Regions from separate parts of the Mus musculus genome. Here all the other regions are linked to region 1. The links are chromatin contacts, called in public Hi-C and promoter capture Hi-C maps. All regions are on one chromosome and are shown on one strand. Each heading gives the region's core, a stretch centred on a gene start, on an enhancer-like site or on the middle of the called end of the contact. The rest is flanking DNA. Distances are from core to core; before and after follow the strand shown. Region 1 holds the start of St3gal3 (ST3 beta-galactoside alpha-2,3-sialyltransferase 3). Region 2 overlaps Ptprf (protein tyrosine phosphatase, receptor type, F). Region 3 has its middle 29 kb from the start of Ptprf.

What was found. Promoter capture Hi-C pulls out the DNA fragments that hold promoters and counts their contacts. Hi-C and Micro-C count contacts between places; a contact is called where the count stands out from the background.
Region 2: a contact with region 1 is called in a Hi-C map of liver, with 1.7 times the contacts expected there. The contact joins the enhancer-like site here to the promoter of St3gal3 in region 1. A contact is called at or near these places in 8 of 39 promoter capture datasets (the 3T3-L1 cell line, cranial neural crest, embryonic stem cells and 5 more), 4 of 484 Hi-C or Micro-C datasets (embryonic stem cells, gonadal supporting cells and liver), 8 of 115 datasets of contacts at active chromatin or transcription factors (embryonic forebrain, embryonic stem cells, hepatocytes and 3 more) and 1 of 9 other capture datasets (pancreatic islet).
Region 3: a contact with region 1 is called in a promoter capture Hi-C map of trophoblast stem cells, with 2.3 times the contacts expected there. The contact joins the enhancer-like site here to the promoter of St3gal3 in region 1. A contact is called at or near these places in 10 of 39 promoter capture datasets (the 3T3-L1 cell line, embryonic stem cells, frontonasal cranial neural crest and 4 more) and 2 of 115 datasets of contacts at active chromatin or transcription factors (embryonic stem cells and pancreatic cancer cells).

Annotation. Positions count from the first base shown.
Region 1 is chr4:118,133,588-118,136,287 of GRCm38.p6, forward strand. It overlaps St3gal3 (ST3 beta-galactoside alpha-2,3-sialyltransferase 3), which reads right to left and starts at 1,359. Exons shown (of 12, transcript NM_009176.5): 1 at 803-1,359.
Region 2 is chr4:118,275,126-118,277,825 of GRCm38.p6, forward strand. Ptprf (protein tyrosine phosphatase, receptor type, F) reads right to left here. Exons shown (of 33, transcript NM_011213.2): 3 at 2,224-2,359. The coding sequence starts at 2,314. Among named protein-coding and RNA genes, the nearest start is that of Ptprf, 15 kb to the right of the region's middle. Within about 2 kb of position 1,251, at least 163 of the 459 cell types and tissues checked have an H3K27ac peak or open chromatin away from gene starts, as enhancers often do. A contact at or near this core is called in embryonic forebrain, embryonic stem cells, hepatocytes and 6 more, where this site is marked.
Region 3 is chr4:118,318,555-118,321,254 of GRCm38.p6, forward strand. No RefSeq gene overlaps it. Among named protein-coding and RNA genes, the nearest start is that of Ptprf, 29 kb to the left of the region's middle. Within about 2 kb of position 1,402, at least 7 of the 459 cell types and tissues checked have an H3K27ac peak or open chromatin away from gene starts, as enhancers often do. A contact at or near this core is called in trophoblast stem cells, where this site is marked.

The DNA of each region.
Region 1 (2,700 bases), core at 109-2,608:
CTAGTCTCTAGGAACACACTTGCTTTGCTTCATCATTAATAACTTGTTAGGAGACACAGACATCAGATTAGCGAAATGGAGCAACCAACACCACTTTATATTTCAAAATGTCTGTTATTTTAGGAGACTATATGAAACTCCCATCTGGTCATAAGGTTTTACTCCAATTTTTAATCCTCCAATCTTTCTTCTTTTCCTTTCTTCAGTCTTTTGAGACTGGGTCTTGCTATGTGGCTCTTGTTGACACGGTTTTATTATTCTATGTAGCCCAGGCTGGCCTCTGAAGCAATCCTCCTGCTTCAGCTTCTGAGTGCTATTACAGGTGTGCACCTACTACCCCGGGATCCAATTCCTCTGAGTCTTTAATTGAAAGTTTAGGGACACAAGTGGAATTGTCATGATGTCTACTGTGCTACATGTCAGGAACCTAACTCTAACTCGTGGCTTTTCCTTCCTTCTCAGCCCATTATCTATAGTGCTAATAATTCAAAGGACCTCAGAGAAATGTGTTAAGCACTCTTTGCTTTCTGGGATAGCAGCCGGCTCCCTTCATCGGTCACTCCCTAGGTTAATTACAGTGACTCAGTTTTACCACCTCCCCGTACTCTAGAGAAACAGACAAAAATTAAATTTATTGAGGAATCATAAAAATGGGTGCTACTGTAAAAAGGAGTCTAAACACATCTGTGGGACATCCGCCTAACCAAATCTACCGTCCTCACTAAGCTTTTCTCTCGCAAACAAGACCACTGAGAAGACAATGAGGAAGCACTCCAGAAGAAAGGGTAGCGAGAAGACGTACTTTGATAAACTGACCCGGTCGCTCCGAGGAGGATCTGGCCCCGGGGAAGGCAGAGATGACAACCGCTACTCTTGGTGACTCCCGCTAGGCTTTCCCCGGACTTTCTTGCGCTTGTCCCACAGCGGGTCCCGGGTGACCGTGACCCTCCTTTGCGCTCAGACTCGCGCGCCTGGGACACTGCACACAGGTGACCTCGGCGCGCTCGGCCCGGCTCGCGCGGCCCTCTGGCAGGCCTGGCCCCCACCCGGGCCCGGGCTTTGGTCCCCAGCGCGGCTCGGGCCGGTCTGGCCGGGGGAGGGGCGCGGCGGCCGAGAGCTGCTTCGGGGACGCAGGGCAGGCCTTACCGCAGCAGAGAGGGAGGCCGGGGGCGGGTGGCGCCAGGGCGCACGCAGAGCGCGGAGGCAATTGCAGCGCGAATAGCGGGGACAGCCGAGGGGACCCCAGAGGGAGCCCAGGACGCGGCAAGCTGCACGGGCGCCGCCATGGTGGGGACGCAGCGGCGGGACCACCAATCCTGCGGTCCGCCTCGGCGGCCGCGCCGGGGGTCGGGCATCAGCAGCCAATGGGAGCACCGGAACCGGGCGGGGCGCCAGGCAGGCCAATGCGAGGCTTCGCCGCAGGGTTGGGCGGGCCCGGACCCCGGAGACCCAATGGAAGCCAGAGGCCGAATCCATCCCCTCCCCATCCCCGGGCTATAGCTGGGGCTTGGGAGGAGCGCTGCGTGGAGCTGCGGTGCGTGGGGCTGCCCGGCTGCGGTCAGGTTTCCTCTGCTTCCCAGAGGAAGTCTTCTGTCCCTACTTCACCACTCTGCTGTCAGCCCCTGACGCTGGTGGTAACCTCTAGAACGCCTTCTGAAGCCCTATCCAATCCCGTGAGGGTAAGAGGCCTGCTAAGTTCAGGCGTGACCTCGAAGAAAGGTCGCAGATAGGCCACAAAGCCACCCCACATACCCAGTTCAGGAGGTCGCGCCCTCATTCTGCAGCGGAGTGCATTATCCTAAGGCAGAATTTAATACAGAATTTTCCCAAAGAGGAGGTGGGGACATAACTTGGCACTCTCAGATGCCAATCTTATACAAGGTATACAAGACATAAGTTTCTGCTTTGGCAAAAAGCTGAAGTGCAGTCTTTGGCTGTGGTGGGTCATGAACCCAGACTAGACTACACTGGCCAGGAAGTGCCTAAGGCAGACCCAACTTTGAAGTTGAGCAAGTTTAAAGCCCCAGGCCATCCCCAGCACCAGAAAAAAAAAAAAAAACAAAAACAAAACCACAGGCCAGTTTTATGAGACTTGGGAAAGTCCCATAGCTTTTTATGAACTGGGAATTTTCTTATAATAGGCCAAAAATATTTTTGAATGGTTGACTTAACTAATCATGGTAGTGGTGGTACGTACTTAACTACTCTCTAAACTGAAGCAGGATTAAACATTCAACAACTTTGTGGGTCTCAGTATCTTTGGGTTTTGTTTTGGTTTATTTTGTTTTTGTTTTAGTGTCTGCATGAATGTATGTCCCAGTGCCTGTGTATCCCAGAAGGCCTCATAGCCCCTGGAACTAGAGTTACAGACAGTTGCAAGCCACCAAGTGGACAGTGACAACTGAACCTGGGTTCCCCAGAAAAGTATTCTTAAGGGCTAAACTATCTCTCCATCCCACAGTGGGCTCTTCTTAGGGACAAAAAAGTAGAGAGGGCTGTCGGGTATAGCTTGGCAGTAGTACGTTTGCCTCAAACATTCAAAGGCTTGAATTCAATCCTCAACTCCCATAGAGCTGGGATTACACCAGGCACGAGATTATCCGGTCCTTTAGCAAGGCTGAGGTAATGAGACTCATGGGGAGGAACTACGGGTGCCTGAGGAAGTTAAGTTTTCCTCTCTTCCACGAACGCTCAGCCCCA
Region 2 (2,700 bases), core at 1-2,500, 140 kb after region 1:
CACTCCCCACTCCTACGGTGGTCAGGACTGTCCTGCCCCTTCGCTTATTCACCAACCCCCTCTAGACCCGGAGCTGGAAATGTCTAAACTCTCAGCCTGCCAGGGCAGACAGACTGAGGGCGAAGCGCCACAAGAGCATATGAGGGCTGCAGAGGACCAGGGCATGACCACACTGCTGCTACAGGAAGCAGTGACAGTTGAGTCAGTTCTGGTCATGTAAAGGGAGGGAAAACATACCCCCTCCACACCTTGTTTGTTTTTGGAGACAGTCACGTAGCCCAGGCTTGTCTTCAACTTACTACAGAGCCAAGATCCCCTAGAACTCTTAATCCTCCTGCTTCCACCTCTCAAATGCTAGGGATACAGGCCCACGTCATCACACCTGACTGCGAGAGTGCAAACAGAAGGCATGAAGGATGCCTGGACACGGAGCTCTGTGCAGCCGAAAGGAGAGAGCACAGCGGGGCCGGTGGAGGGTAGGGTAGCAGAGAGTCAGACACTAAAGCTCACTCTCCAGGCAGTTGGGGAGCGAAGAGACGCAACCCAATTCCCACTGTAGACTAGAGACTGGGTTCAGAGGAATGGGACTGAGGCAGGGAACCATCAGAAGGTTCCCTGGTGCACACTCAAACTCAAGCAGAAGCTGAAGAAGGCTTGGCAGAAGGGGGCAGGGAGAGCAGAGAGTGCATTCCAAAGACACTCAGAAGCTAGAGGCCACAGAACCTGGGGACAGATCACACGGGGGGAAGAGGGGGGTGTGGAAGGGGGAGAGGAGCTGCCAGAAGGCCCAGCTTTTTGACTTGGTAACCAGGTGGACAGTAATGCCAGTCACAGAGAAAACCAGGGGGCAGGCAGGATGGTGGGACGGACGGGCGCAGGCTGGGGTGTGCTGGGTCAGAGGGAAGATAGAGAAGGCAGTTATTTTCCTAGGCCTCACTGTTTCTCAAAACTCAGTGGCATGTCTCCCCTGCTGTCAGGGCCCTGAGACAATCTGAGAAGAGTGACAACAGTCCTTCACCATGTCAATGCCAGTCACACACCTAGGGTGCTGGGCCCCAGATCACTTCCCTCTGCTGCCTCTGCAGCCCCAGCCAGGGCTAAGGATCACCTTCACACTACCCCTTTCTAAGGCTTTCCACCTGACTTCTCTTCTAGACCCCTAGCCCTGCACTCCACTGGCTAGACTCTCCAGAGAAAGGCCCTCTCCCTCCCATTCTCCCTTATCCAGGGCCCAGCCTCTGAGGACAAAGGGAGGGGTGCTCCAGGGCCACCCTCTTCTATGACTGGCTCCTGAATTATTAATGAGCCATTTAGATAGAGCCCTGGTGGGACAAGGCTCTTGTCTAGAGACCCAGAGGGGATAGAGGGATCCCTATGGCCTGCTATCCTGGGGTCTGACCCCTGGGTTGGCCCTGGACTGCCTCTGGGTTCAGGACAGGCTGGGAATAGCCCCTTCCCCCCAAGGGACCTCAGCTCCGACCTTGCCCCTCCCCCCAGTCTGCAGATTGGCTAAGCCTGTCCTGTGCTCCGCCTCCTACCAGTAACCAAGCAGTGGTAACCATGGTGACAGGGCGGGCTATGGCCAGTCTTATAGTGCCAGGCAGGGGGAAGGGCAGCAGCAGGGAAGAGACCAAAGTTCAGAGTTGGATTGGAGTAGGGGACAAATCATCCCCCCAACACACAAACACACAGACTCAGTTTCATTCCCTGCCCCCTCTCTCCTTCCTGCAAGCCAAGTGACAAGTCCTTCCCTATTTTCCAGGGACTGCAGGCCGCCTCAGGGAAGGATATGGGCAACTGCTTCTGAATCCTCCCTGGCTCTGCAGACATGTCTGGTGCCCTGCTTCCTTCTGCTCGGGGCCTTCTACAGAGATCTGCAATGTGGACAAAGTACATGCCTATGCACGTCACACAAAGATCACATGAATCCAAGACACGGCTCCCCAGCTCTATATAACAGGGTCACGCTTAGACATGCAGCACTCTGCAGAGCCTAAGGGATACCCAGGTGCTCAGCAGGATGTTCAGAGGAAGTAGGAGCACGTACTCCTTAGAAGAGGGCTTTCCCAGTGCAGGTCTCTAGGGCAGGAGGACTAGTGGGTTATCTATGGTCATCCTGTTTCTTCTTCCTGGGACCTGGTCCGGTATTGCATTTTAGAGACCTGCTAGGAGCTAAGTCGATTTTCAACATGATGTATCTGTATGATGAGGAGTCAGACTTACTGTCGCCATGAGCACCTGCCATCAAACCAAGCATCACGAGAGCAGGCACAAGGGGCACCATCCTCCTCCCTGGGGCTGGCTCGGGAGCCATCCAGGGTTCTAGCTCCACAGCCAGCCACAGCCTAAGACAATCCACCTGTAATGGAGAGAAAGGCAGAGCCAATTAGCCAGTGTCCCCCTGAGTCCCCACTGCACATGCTCTTCCCCACCCCACTCCCACCCACCCTCACTGCCCATTCAGACAGTTCAGCAGTCCCACACTGGACCATGCAATGGCTACCCAAACTCCCTCACCACTGAAGGTCAACCATCCTATGGAAAGAGTGCAGAGACCTTCAGGGCATCCTCTAAGCGCCAGGAGGGGGAAGAAAGCTAGTTAGAAACTAACACGAGGCGGGTCCATTCCAGATCGTGAGTTTCCGGCTCACACCATTAAGGGGATGAGGGCAGGGAAATGGAGTCAAAGATACATACAGG
Region 3 (2,700 bases), core at 152-2,651, 190 kb after region 1:
AGCATCCCTCTCAATTTCTTTACAAAAAGGTGAAACTAGTAGGGTTGTTTTAAGGGACAGATTGGTGTTTCCTTGATCTGTATGGTAGTCTCAAAAAAGTAGACTTTTATGAATGATCTATCCACGTGGGCATGGAAGAACTCAGGATGCAGGCGTGAGGAATAATGAACCCAGGTTCAAAGCCATCACAAGATGAGAGGCTGTATGTAGACAGTCCCTCGGGTGCTTAGACTATCTGTGGGATACTTTTTGTTGCCTTGATGATTGAAGTATAACATTGACAGCCAGTGGTCAGGTATCAAGGATACTGGATGTTGCAGGCCACTTCTGGGCAGTGAAGGATTGTCTTACATGCTACCTGCCTTTGGAATATTCTGCTGGACTTTCATTCAAGTGAATAAACTGGTTTGTTACAATCCAAAGCTCGACCCTAACTCTGTGTTATGTAACAGTGTGCTCTGCCTTCCAAACAATGTGACCCTGGAAGTTGCAGCCTCTGAAACAAGGTGGCATGTGGTGGCACATGCTAGCAATCCCAGTACTTGAGAAGCAGAGAATCAGGAGCTCTAGGCCAGTCTGTGATGCTTAGCAAGTTCAAGACCCTAGTAACATAGAGGAGCACTGTTGGTTTTTTGTTTTTGTTTTTGTTTTTGTTTTTTGTTGTTGTTTTTTAAGGAGAAGAGAAGAAGGAGGTGGAGGAGACAGGGTGATGTCAAGGGGACTCCATGTGTTCAAAAGTATCTCTAACCTGTTCCAGGCTTTTGAGCATAAGTGGTCGAGGGTGGGGCTCATTGGTAGAGCATTTTCCTGGGCCCTGTATTTCAGATACAGCCAGGGAACTGGGAATGTACCCAGTCTCCCTTAAACTCAAAGTGATTGCTCCTCAGCCTCAAATCATATTGAGGGGAGAAGTTCTGCTCACCGGCTCTTTGGAATGGCAGGAAGCAAATGACATGATGTGATTCTGTGTAGCTCTTACTCAGCGCATCCTTACTGCAAGGTGGAGCCCCCCCCACCCCCCCGCCAAATAAAAAAAGCGCCATCTGAGACCAGTGTCCTCAAAGCTTTGTGTAGAGCAAGTACGAAGTGCCCCGACTCCTCCATCACTGCTCTCGGCGGCACAAAGGCAACTCTCCTAGAAAAACAGCTACAAGACAGAGGGACAGGCTGTGAGGGAGACAGCCCTAGAAAGCCACTGGCTGTGAGACGTGAAGCATGCAAGAAACCCTTCACACAGTGTTTGTCTTCACAGTAGCATTTCCTTCTTCCTGTCTGTAACACCTGCCATTCCTCTAGGGAAACGTGCAGGAATGAAGGTCATTGTGCTGCCCTCCCTAACAGATTGCCCCAGACCCTCAGGGAGAGGCGGACCCAAGCCTTGGCCAATCAAAATGCTCCATGTCTTGGCCAAGTGGTAGGGACAGGAGACCTGAGAGAGACAGGTTCCCAATTGTCTGGGTTTTGAGTACATATGTACAGATGTCGAGAGAAACGAGGGAGAGAGAGAGAGAAAAAAAAAGAGTGCTTTTTCTCCTGGTGTTGCTAAGCTGAGACTATGCGCATTTGGAGCTGTGGGTACCTATCTCCCCTGGCAACATGGAGGAAATCCATCTAGAGCTGGAAAGAACAAGATCAACACTCAGAGGGGTGCAGCGGTAGCTCTGTCAGCGGGGAGACTCAGGATCCAGCTGAGTGTGATGCCACACTTGCCCACAGGCAACCCAGCCAGCCATCTTGGAAAACCACTCCACATTTATTTGTTTGTTTGTTTGTTTGTTTGTTTGTTTTTTGCTGGATTTTATTTGAGATGGATTGCAAGTTGAAAGAAGTCTTGGCTTCTACAAAAAGCATCAACTCACCTATTAAGCATGTATCGAGTGTGCACTATCTACCAGGCATTCGCTGACCTGCATACTAGAATTACAAGAGTAATCAGCTGGCGGGCGGTGTGGCTCAGTAGCAGAGCAGTTGACTATTCTGCAAGAGCTCCTGGCTTCCATAAGCAGCATTAGAAAAAGAAAAAGAAAAAGGATTTGGTCCTTCCTGTCACAGATGGAATCAGGGTGAAAATAATTTCACAATCAATTAATCTAATAATTCTAAGAAGTGCTACAGAAGCATTTTTGTAAAATTAAACTTCCAGGAGGCCAGGAACCTTAGTCACTTTTGTTGACAGATCCTCTAGAACAGTGCCTGGTACACTTAGTAGCCACTCAATAAATACATGTTGTAAACAATGAATGGAAGATAAATATTTAGGGTCAGGGCTAGAGAAATGGCCCAGCTGTTTAGAGCACATGTTGCTCTCTAATGAGCCTAAGTCTTAGATACTGACAGCAGGGAGCTCACAACCACTTGTAACCCCAGCTCCAGAGGGATCTGCCGTCTCTAGCCTCTTCACGCAGCCATGGCACACATCCCACACAGGCACACATACACACATACATACACATGGCTAAAAAGAATTCTTTTTGTTTGTTGGTTTTTGAGACAGAGTCTCACTCTGTAGCCCTAGCTGGCAGGGAGCTTGCTATGTAGAGCAGGCACACACCTGGTGCCCTTCAGAGTGGGGTGCTACATCACAGATGGTTGTGAGTCACTATGTGGGTGCTAGGAACCAAACCTGGGTTCTCTGTAAGACCAACAAGTAAGTGCCCCTAACCACAGAACCAATCCTCCAGACCCCTAAATATAAACCCA